Regions from separate parts of the Mus musculus genome. Here region 1 is linked to region 2. Evidence: chromatin contacts called from public HiChIP or PLAC-seq data. All regions are on one chromosome and are shown on one strand. Each heading gives the region's core, a stretch centred on a gene start, on an enhancer-like site or on the middle of the called end of the contact. The rest is flanking DNA. Distances are from core to core; before and after follow the strand shown.

What was found. HiChIP or PLAC-seq counts read pairs in DNA pulled down with a chosen protein or histone mark.
Region 1: a contact with region 2 is called in an H3K27ac HiChIP or PLAC-seq map of trophoblast stem cells, with 15 read pairs. The contact joins two enhancer-like sites. A contact is called at or near these places in 7 of 484 Hi-C or Micro-C datasets (the AML12 cell line, the G1E-ER4 cell line, Th2 cells and 4 more), 5 of 115 datasets of contacts at active chromatin or transcription factors (embryonic stem cells, epiblast stem cells, extraembryonic endoderm stem cells and 1 more) and 1 of 9 other capture datasets (embryonic stem cells).

Annotation. Positions count from the first base shown.
Region 1 is chr12:17,524,038-17,528,725 of GRCm38.p6, reverse strand. No RefSeq gene overlaps it. Among named protein-coding and RNA genes, the nearest start is that of Odc1, 18 kb to the left of the region's middle. Within about 2 kb of position 1,990, at least 4 of the 459 cell types and tissues checked have an H3K27ac peak or open chromatin away from gene starts, as enhancers often do. A contact at or near this core is called in trophoblast stem cells, where this site is marked.
Region 2 is chr12:17,418,571-17,423,094 of GRCm38.p6, reverse strand. All of the region lies in intron 19 of Nol10 (nucleolar protein 10), which reads right to left. Among named protein-coding and RNA genes, the nearest start is that of Gm36752, 16 kb to the left of the region's middle. Within about 2 kb of position 2,799, at least 56 of the 459 cell types and tissues checked have an H3K27ac peak or open chromatin away from gene starts, as enhancers often do. A contact at or near this core is called in trophoblast stem cells, where this site is marked.

The DNA.
Region 1 (4,688 bases), core at 741-3,240, 110 kb before region 2:
ACTCCCTTGGCACACCCACACCCATGCCTGGGTGTGTCTAACCCCTTCCCGTAGAACCTCTCTGTTAACCTACATGCTTGGTCCTACTCACGGATCCTAGACTGGTCTTAAACTCCATGGCTGAAGACGACCTGAGCATCCTGAAGTTCATTTTGGCAGTGAAGCCAAGACTCTGGCTTTACTTATGTAGAAGATTCCAAAGGGAATCCTCAGACCAATGCAGGCAGCAGTGTGGCGCTGTGTCTAGCTCCTACCTCAGAGCCTAGCCTACCTAATGGAGCCAAGAAATCCCGACGAGGCTCCTGGGAGGGTGGCAGCCCAGGGCCAGCTTTCCAGAGGATACAGAGGTTTCAGCTCTGTTCTTCATGACTCTTCCCAAAAGGCCAACAGTGGGGTATAAATAAGTTACAGAAACTTCACAGGCTGACATCTCTTACGATCCTCAGAGGATACTTTCTGACCAGCTGTGGTAACCTTGAACATTTTATCCTTCAGCTGGGATACTGGGATTACAGGTGTGTGCCCCCATGCCTGGTTTTTATGAGGTGGGGGACTGAACTCAGGCAGGCACGCCACCTGCTGAGTGTGGCACCAGAACTTGGCAAATTTTAACTCTTCTGATCACAGGTGCTAAGTGTGAATCCCAGAGAGGTTTGAAGCTGGTCCTGCGCTCACTGGGAGGTGAGAGCATCACAGGGCTGAGCACTGTGGACTGTGCCTGTGTGCAGTGCTTCACACTGAGCCCACAGGCTGCACAGAGACACGTGCACACTCGTGTGTGTGTGTGTGTGTGTGTGTGTGTGTGTGTGTGTGTGTGCGCGCGCGCGCGTGCAGAGACAGAGACAGACAGACAGAGACAGACACAGAGAGAGAGAGAGAGAGAAACCTCATTACTGAGCACACTCTAATAGTACCAAAGCTTCTAGAAGGACCCACAGATAGTGAAAAAGCCTAATTTCCTCCAGTGACAGCATTTCCTACTCTGACAGTGGCAGTCCCTAGGTTGTCTAGGCAACCATGTATGTAATCTATTTTATGTAGGTAAGGCATGTCTAGGAGGTAGGAATCTCTGGGAAGGGGGAAGATGGGCCATGAGGCCAGACTTGGGTGGAGTTATCTAGGACTAGGCCCAGAGAGTTGATCCTCCTGCCTCTACCTTCTGAGGGCTGGGATTTCAGGTGTGTCACACCACAGCTTATTTTTATGTGGTGTTGGGGGTTGAACTCAGAATGACTGTCTTGGGCCAACTACCTGCTGACAGTAAGAAGTTATTGGGGGAGAGGGGAGTGCTGAAGCCCATCCTTTCCACCAGGCTGGAGACACCTGCCTGACCACAGGCAATGGGAGCATGTGGGTTTGCCAGGAGGTAGAGCTGTGCCTGAACGCCTGTGACCTAGACGTGCCCAAAAGAGGTGGACAGGGAAAGGCAGAGGTATAAAGGTGAGCCTGCACATCAGGGGCTGGGCTGTAGAGCTTGTCAGAAGGTTCCATGCTGGGTGAAAAAGGTTATTTCTTTTCTTTTCTTTTTGAAAGTGTCTTACCGTGTAGCTTTGGCTGACTAGAACTTTGTGTGTAGACCAGAGATCTGATTGTCTCAGCTAAGGGTGTGGTTGTGGCACAAAAGTTTTCCTGTGACCAAATCTGGTTTATTCAATTCTGGGGATTGAATCCAGGGGCTTGTGTGTGTGTGCTAAGCAAGCACTCTATCAGCTGAGCTAGACCTCAGACCCTCCCATTTTCACTTGTTATACAATTCTTAAAAATCTGTTTATATTTGGGGGTTGACTGAGAGAACTCAGCAGAGAAGTCTTCTGGCACCTCCCAGATTCTCGGGGTACAAAGTGCTTGCCCGTCACCCTGGGAGACAATTCCAGCACTGTCAGCCTCATAGGGTCTGAACTTCTGAGAACCCCAGGGTTGCAGGCCTGGAGGCCCGGAGCATGCTGGATCCCACTCTGTTTTAGTTTATAGAGAGTTGGGACGTGTCGCAGGATCTGAAAGTGACTAACACAACGGCCACTCCCACTCTCTTGTCCTCATCCTGCTAGGGATGAAGATACTATGGATGCTCAAACTTCCCCACCCCCACCCCCGCCTCTGGCTATCAAGCCCCAGGACCTCTTCCCCCAGCAAGGTCACACTGACTATGTATCTCTTCTGCAGTTCCCCACTGGTATTTTGTTTCATTAACTGGCCCACTTAGGGCAGGTGCTGAGCCTAGCTTCTCCCTGCTGCCAGGGTCCGGATTCTGACTTTGACATTAGCAACAGCCTGGCCCTGTGAGCTGTCACCTGGGATCCAGAGCAGTTGTCATTGGCAGGTTGTGAGCTATGAGGCCCTGGAAGGGGATGTGGAGTCTGGATCATGGTTTTGATAAAAACCATAAAGAACTGATCTTGAGGGCCTGGGTGGGTCACTTCTGTTAGATTAGAACGTGGGTAGCTGCCCGAGGAAGAGGGGGCAGCAGACACCGACCACAGAGCCATAGGCCAGGCTGGGCTATGGGCATTGGTGCATACAAACCCATCTCATCCTACTTAAGGCAGGGAGAGGTCGAGACTTGCCTGGGATTTACCACATGTGAGTACAGAGCCTGAATTCAAATCCAGGCTTGTTGGACTTGAACAGTGATGCTGGAGAAAGGCAGATGAAGCAGCTTGAGCCAGGTCAGTGTCTCCACCCCCTACACCTTCAAGAGTTATGCTGCGCATGTGAGGGGGTCACAGACGTGGCAGACAAGAAAAGCCCTTCCTTGGACACCCCACAGGGCATAAGGGATTTACTCCTTTCTGAAACTGAACACCTTCCTCCCAACCCCCACCCCAACCCCCACCCCAGGGACAGGGTTTTTCTGTGGAGTTCTGGCTGTCCTAGAACTCACTCTGTAGACCAGGCTGGCCTCATACTCAGAGATCTGCCTGCCTCTACCTCACTCCCACTGCACAGCTGAAATTGAACACGTATACCACCAGACTTGCTGGGAAAAGGGTACTTTTAATTTGTCACCAGCAGCAGACACTTCCAGCTCAGCCCAGTTCACAGCAATAACAAACCTCTCTTGTCCTTGAAAATGTCACCACAGGATCCATACCCCTTCTTGCAATACAATTTCAAGCCAAGAGTTGTTCCTGACCCTGTGTGACAGCTAACAGGGCCTGAGGATTGGTGGAGTCACTTTGGAGTCTCAGCAGGCTTGCCAGGATCTGGGATTTGCTGTGACATGGGCTATGCCACTTCGCTTTCAGAGCTGCTGTTTCCTTTATCTGTGGAGTGGAGATGGTAGTCACTCAGAGACTTGCCATTAGAATGTAGGTTGTGGGCTTGGGGAAAATGGCTCAGTCTGTAAGAGCATTTGTTAGACAAGCAGGAGGCCTGGGTTCAATCCCCAGCACCCAGGTAATAAGCCACTGGGTGTGCTGATATGTTTTCTTAATTCCAGAGCTGAGAAGCAGAGACAGGTGGATGGATTGCTGGGGCTCACTAGTCAGTCAGCTTCATGTAGTCTATAAGATCCCACTGAGAGACCTGGATCAAGGTAGAAAGCCCTGAAGAATAACAGCTGAGGTTGATCTCTGGCTAGTGTTGAGAGGGGGGAGGGGTTGGGGAGGTGGGGGGTGGGGAGAAAGAATGAGATTGGATTTATTTTGAGGGCCTGAGGAGTGTAGCTCAATTGTTAGCATGTTTGCCTAGCATTCACACACCTGTAATCCTAGCATTTGGCAGGTGAATGCAGGAAGGTGGGAGTACAAGATCAACCTCCCTTGGGTATGTTGGGTATATATTGAATTCAAGGCCAGCCTGGCTACATATGACACTCTGTATTTTATTTTTAATAAAAGTGTGCTTGACAAGTCACAAACCCAAAGCCACACACTATGTTCAAACTGCGAGCTGATCCAGGTCAAGTATGAGGGAGAGGGAGTTTGCCTCGGAGAGACAGCTATGCAGCAGGAGCATTCAGACATGGGAAGAGGGTTTTCAGGCTCTGCTCAGCTCTGGTGAAGATAGTCCAATACCCAGGGCTGAAACCTATGAGTCAGCCTAAATAATTCCTCATGATGCCCGGAAGCTAAATATAACATGTATTTAACACAGGCCGTGCAATTGGTCCAGGGCTCCCCTTCAGTCATGCCCTGGGACTGGGGAGACCAGCAGGGCGGCCCCAGTGGGCCAACCCAGGCCTGAGCGGGGCACTTTGTGCTCTTGTTCAGACTCAGCTTCTAACTGCTTCGGGGCCTTCGGCAAATTACTTAACTTCTCTGTCCCCTTATCTGTGAAATGGGGATAATAATACTTACCTACCTCACGGGGCTTGTTGCAAGAATTAATTAAAGTTTATGAAGTGCTTTGAGATCCCCAGATGAAAGGCCCTGCAAGAGCACAAAGGATTATTATCATACTCCTGTCGGCTATAAAAGATAATTTTGCAGGAAAAGGCAAAAATTTTAATTTCTATACAAGCAGAAACAAAGGCAGATATAGTCATAGAAAGTTTTTTTTAAGTCTAGAAGATAATTTATGTAATTTTTAAAAATTATAACATGTCTTCTCCCTACCAATAATCAATGCAATATGGATAATTACAGTTTTTAGGCATTAGCCAGCAAATGACACCAAATGTCTCCATGCATTGCCAGGTAAGTTATGTTGAAATCCCACAGTGACCTACGGTCACCCCTCCAGTTCAG
Region 2 (4,524 bases), core at 1,550-4,049:
CTTTTCAGGTGTGTGTGAGACCACAGATTTATACACATCTCTTCAGGAGACATGTCCATCAAGTGTTCCCAGTGACAAGCTTCCATATGACAAACTGGAAGGAATTAAAATCTAGTTGCAATTTTTTAAAAAACTCAAAAGTGAGGCACGAGCTGACTGGTGCAGCAGGCTGTCCATCTAGGCAGACTCCTCAACCTGGTCACGGCTGCTCTTTTTACAGCTCGAAACGTCGAGCTTCAAAGTTAGCAGGAATTCTGAACTATGGAGCCACCGAGACAAAGTGGGCCACAGAGCACCTTAATTTGGGAAGTAAAAGACTTTTCAAGTCAATTGTGGGAAATTACTACTCTTTAAGAACACCCCGACTTCCTCCACACTAGGGCACATAACTGCCTTTCTCCCAATGTTCTCTCCTCCTGTACCTGTAAAAACTTGTTCTGTCTAGGCTGCTCAGAGAGGCAAGCTGAGTGTTAGGACGAGCCATGGCAGAAGATCAGAGACAGCTCGGATGGTGTGCAGACTTCTACATTAAAGCAAGCTCCCCTCCCCTCCCTTTGAACATCAGTGTGTGGCTGCTACCCGGCAGGTCATCGTCTGCTGCTTGAGTGTGACTGGTCAGAGAGAAGATGCAGGACAGACACAGTGCAGCAGCACATGGGACAGGATGCAGGGAAGCAGGCAGGTAGGGGATGGGCTGGCTTCCTTTACTTCAGGCCCTCCTTATCCCCTCGAGCCCAGGCTTCAGGTCACTTCAGACACTTTCTAGTTGGTACAATTACGTATTTCAGGAAAAAAAAATATAAGCAGGACAAGTTAAAAAAACATTATGCTGATTACAAAGAGAAGACACAGGAATTAAGATTAGGAGCTGAAACACCCAGCTATCCAGGGTAGAACATAAAGGGAAGAGCCTAAACGATTAGTAAGGATACCTTAATATAAAAAAGAAAATGGGCATAAACTACAAGGGGGAAAAAAAATCAAATGAGTTATTTATTAGCTGCCCCAGGAAAGGAGAACGACTTACTTCTTTGAGGCTTAAAATACACACATACGTTATAATTTCTTTAATTAGCAACATTTAATTAAAAAAAAATCACTCTTCAACCAGTTTTTTAATCCCTCTGCAGGGGAAGGCAAGCTAAAAAGCAGAAGGCAACGGACCTCAATGTTCCCCAGAACAGATTCTAGTTACATGGTAAATGGAATCCAAACATAAAATATAAACAGTGCTTTAGTGTTTCACGTTTTAACACTAGGTACTCCTAAATCACCAGTGCTGGGGCCACTGGCTAAGAACATCTCTGTCCTTGCCGAGGACCCAGTCTGATTCCCAGCACACATCAGAGACCACATCTGTCTAAAACTCCAGGGTATCTGCACATACTTCATGCACATAAACTCAGGTAAGCACATATACATACACACTAAATAAGTGCATCTTTTAAATAACTGACAAAACTTTGCTTTTCCTATAAAAGTTTCAAATACTCTCAATATTGCTAGTTTGCAAGTGGTGCTTCATAAGCTCCAGTGAGGGTGATCAATTAAGCAGTCAAAAATGTGATGTTTCAATCTCTCAGCACACTCAACTAACCAGATGTATGGCATTTATCTGACTCAACAAACATGTTTTCCCTGGGATTCTATTTCTTACTAAACATGTCCTCAGTATTCTGTAGCCTTGCACATCATACAAAAGGGCTAGCATCTCTCAAATGAACACATACCACAAGCCCAGCCTTAGGGCTCCATGTGTCCACTGGGACACCACCAAGAAGACACCTTATGAACACAAGCTGCAATTCCAGCTCTATGCTTTGAATGTCAGATTTGCTTCACTTCACAGGGAACATGCTGGACATTTCAGTGCTACCCTCAACTGTTCCATTCTGCTTCGGGGTTTAAATCAGGAGCCACTGTTAGAGTTGGTGTCTGCCTCCCCTACCTTCACACAGCCTTTTGGGTAATAACCTGGCTCTGAGTCTGTAAGCTCCTCTTGCCCCTGGCCTTGGGTAGGGTCTAGGCACATGGACCTTTCTGGGTATGAGGGACAGCTCTATCTCTTCTCAGACTCTCTTTGACAGTCTGAGTGGCTCCTTGGAAGTACAGTCTCTTTCATACCATTGGTCTAAAGCTGAGAGACTTGACCATGGGTTTCTGAACAGGGGCCTCTTCTGCTTCTATGACTTAATTCTCCGATGAACACGCAGTATCGTTACACAAGGTGTTTGTGTTACTGAGGGAGGGACTGCTGAGGACAGGTCCGATGATGTTAATCTCAGCTGGACAGTTCTCCATGGCTTTCCAGGGGTCTGCTGGGACTTGTCCACACCCCACTGAATGCTCAGCACTCTACCTTTCAAAAGACCAGTTCCAACAGGACTCTCACAAACGGTTTCCTGAGTTTTCCCTAAATCAAGCCCCTTTCTTTCTTTTCTCCCTTCCACACCTCTCTGATCAGAGGATATCTGCTAGGCTAGGAGTAACAGACATGTGTCCTTCCTGTCCTCAGCGTCTAGGAGGGTCTTAGTTCATTCATACCAGGCATTCCTTGGATGCTTGATGAATGGATAGGGGGTGGGGAAGCTGATAAGTGGGTAAATAACTCACAAACACAGCAACGTGTAAAGCATGAAAATTTGTGTTGATGGACATGTGTATTTATCTAAAACCTGCTGACTATTGACTGTTTACTTTCTCTGCTACAAAAATAATTTCCAAGCTGGGCAAGTCTGAGTGAATATTTAAACACAATACATCCCATTTTGTTGCTGTCTTTCCTGGACTGCCTTGTGGTGACTCATGGGATAAACATAAGGAGTTATTTCAGGTCTCTAAAGGATAATGGTTCAATGCTTTACTAAGCTGTATTAAAATCTGCAAGCCCAGGATTTACCACAATAATCCAGTCAAGACTAGCACTCGGTAAACTGCTTTTGCCAGTGCTAGCCAGCCCCACTGGGTTAGCCCTTTAAGAAGCAAGCTAAGTAACCTCCCCAGCTCTTCTCATAGCGACTGTTTTTCCCACCGACTGTGCTTCGCTGCAGGGATTCCCTCAGCTGCTGTTTATTTCTTGTTTACTGCATTTTGTTTATTTAGTGCAGAGAAGGAGCATTTGTGGGTAGTCAGACAGCCTCTAGTAGCCAGCTCTTTCATTCCACCATGAGGGATCTAGGACCAAACTTAGGTTGCCAGCAAGTGTCTTTACCCATTCAGGCACCTTGCTAGACCTGATGTTTACTCTTAAAATTTTTTAAATTACCGGAACAATCTGCATGAGTGTGTGCTGTACGAGAGTGAAGCTGGAAGAGGGAGGCAGGTTCTCTGGGAGCTGGACTTACACGTGGCTGTGAGCCTTCTGATGTCAGTGCTGGAAGTAAACTCAGGCTCTTTGAAAGAACAGCAAGCACTCTCTTCCATGGAGCCATTTCTTCTGCTCTACTAAATAAGAATTTTTAAAAACCCTAAAAGTATTTTAAAACTGTGTTTTATGTATATGAGTGTTTCATCTTCATATATATGTATCATGTGTGGGCCTGGTTCTGTGGAGGTCAGAAGAGGGCATCAGATCCCCTGGAATTGGCGTTTCAGATGTTTGTGAACCACCATGTTGGTGCTGGGAACTGAACCCTATTTGTTGAAAGCAACAAAAAACCAAAAAGCCAACAGATGCTCTTAACTTCTGAGCCATCTCTTTAGCCCCTAACTACAAACTTTTCTCCTGCTTGTTTGTCACGTGACTATCCAGCTCCAGCCCACAGGAAGACTGTTCTCAAGCTCAGCCATCCTCCACCCCCCAAAGTGGCCTAACTCCTATGGCTACACTGAACACAATCACTGCCGCTTCCTACCAGCGTTTACCAGGACATGAGGTTTTCTTGAGAAGACCTGAAGGGGCAGCTGACAGGCTGTCCTTCCAGTGTCTATTCCATTCCAAGCACTAGCTGGGAGCGCACGAAGCAAGACAAATGCAACAGAAAATAAACAATAAAAGCAGTCTGCAGCAGTGGTCTGAGAGTAATCCTGGACAAAGCAAGTTGCACAGCTATGGTGTGCCCACCCTGCAAAGCTATTTAGCAGTTTCTCTAAAGGCTAAGGACAGAGCGGCAACATGACTGCAATTCCACTCACGTAGGTAAAAACACATTCCAGCCTGAGCTATGGTTAAGCCAGCTTGGGCTCTCTGTAGAGTGACTCTTGTCTCTAAAAAACCAAAACTAACCAAATGGCTGCCTCAGAAAAAACTCTATCCATGACACTCTCTCTCTCTCTCTCTCTCTCTCTCTCTCTCTCTCTCTCTCTCTCTCTCTCTCCCCCACTAGCTTCTTTTTTTTTTTTTTTTTTTTTTTTTTTTTGGTTTTTCGAGACAGGGTTTCTCTGTGTAGCCCTGGCTGTCCTGGAACTCACTTTGTAGACCAGAAATCTGCCTGCCTCTGCCTCCCAAGTGCTGGGATTAAAGGCATGCACCACCACGCCCGGCTGCCACTAGCTTCTTTATAGCACACCTTTTGCTAACTGGAA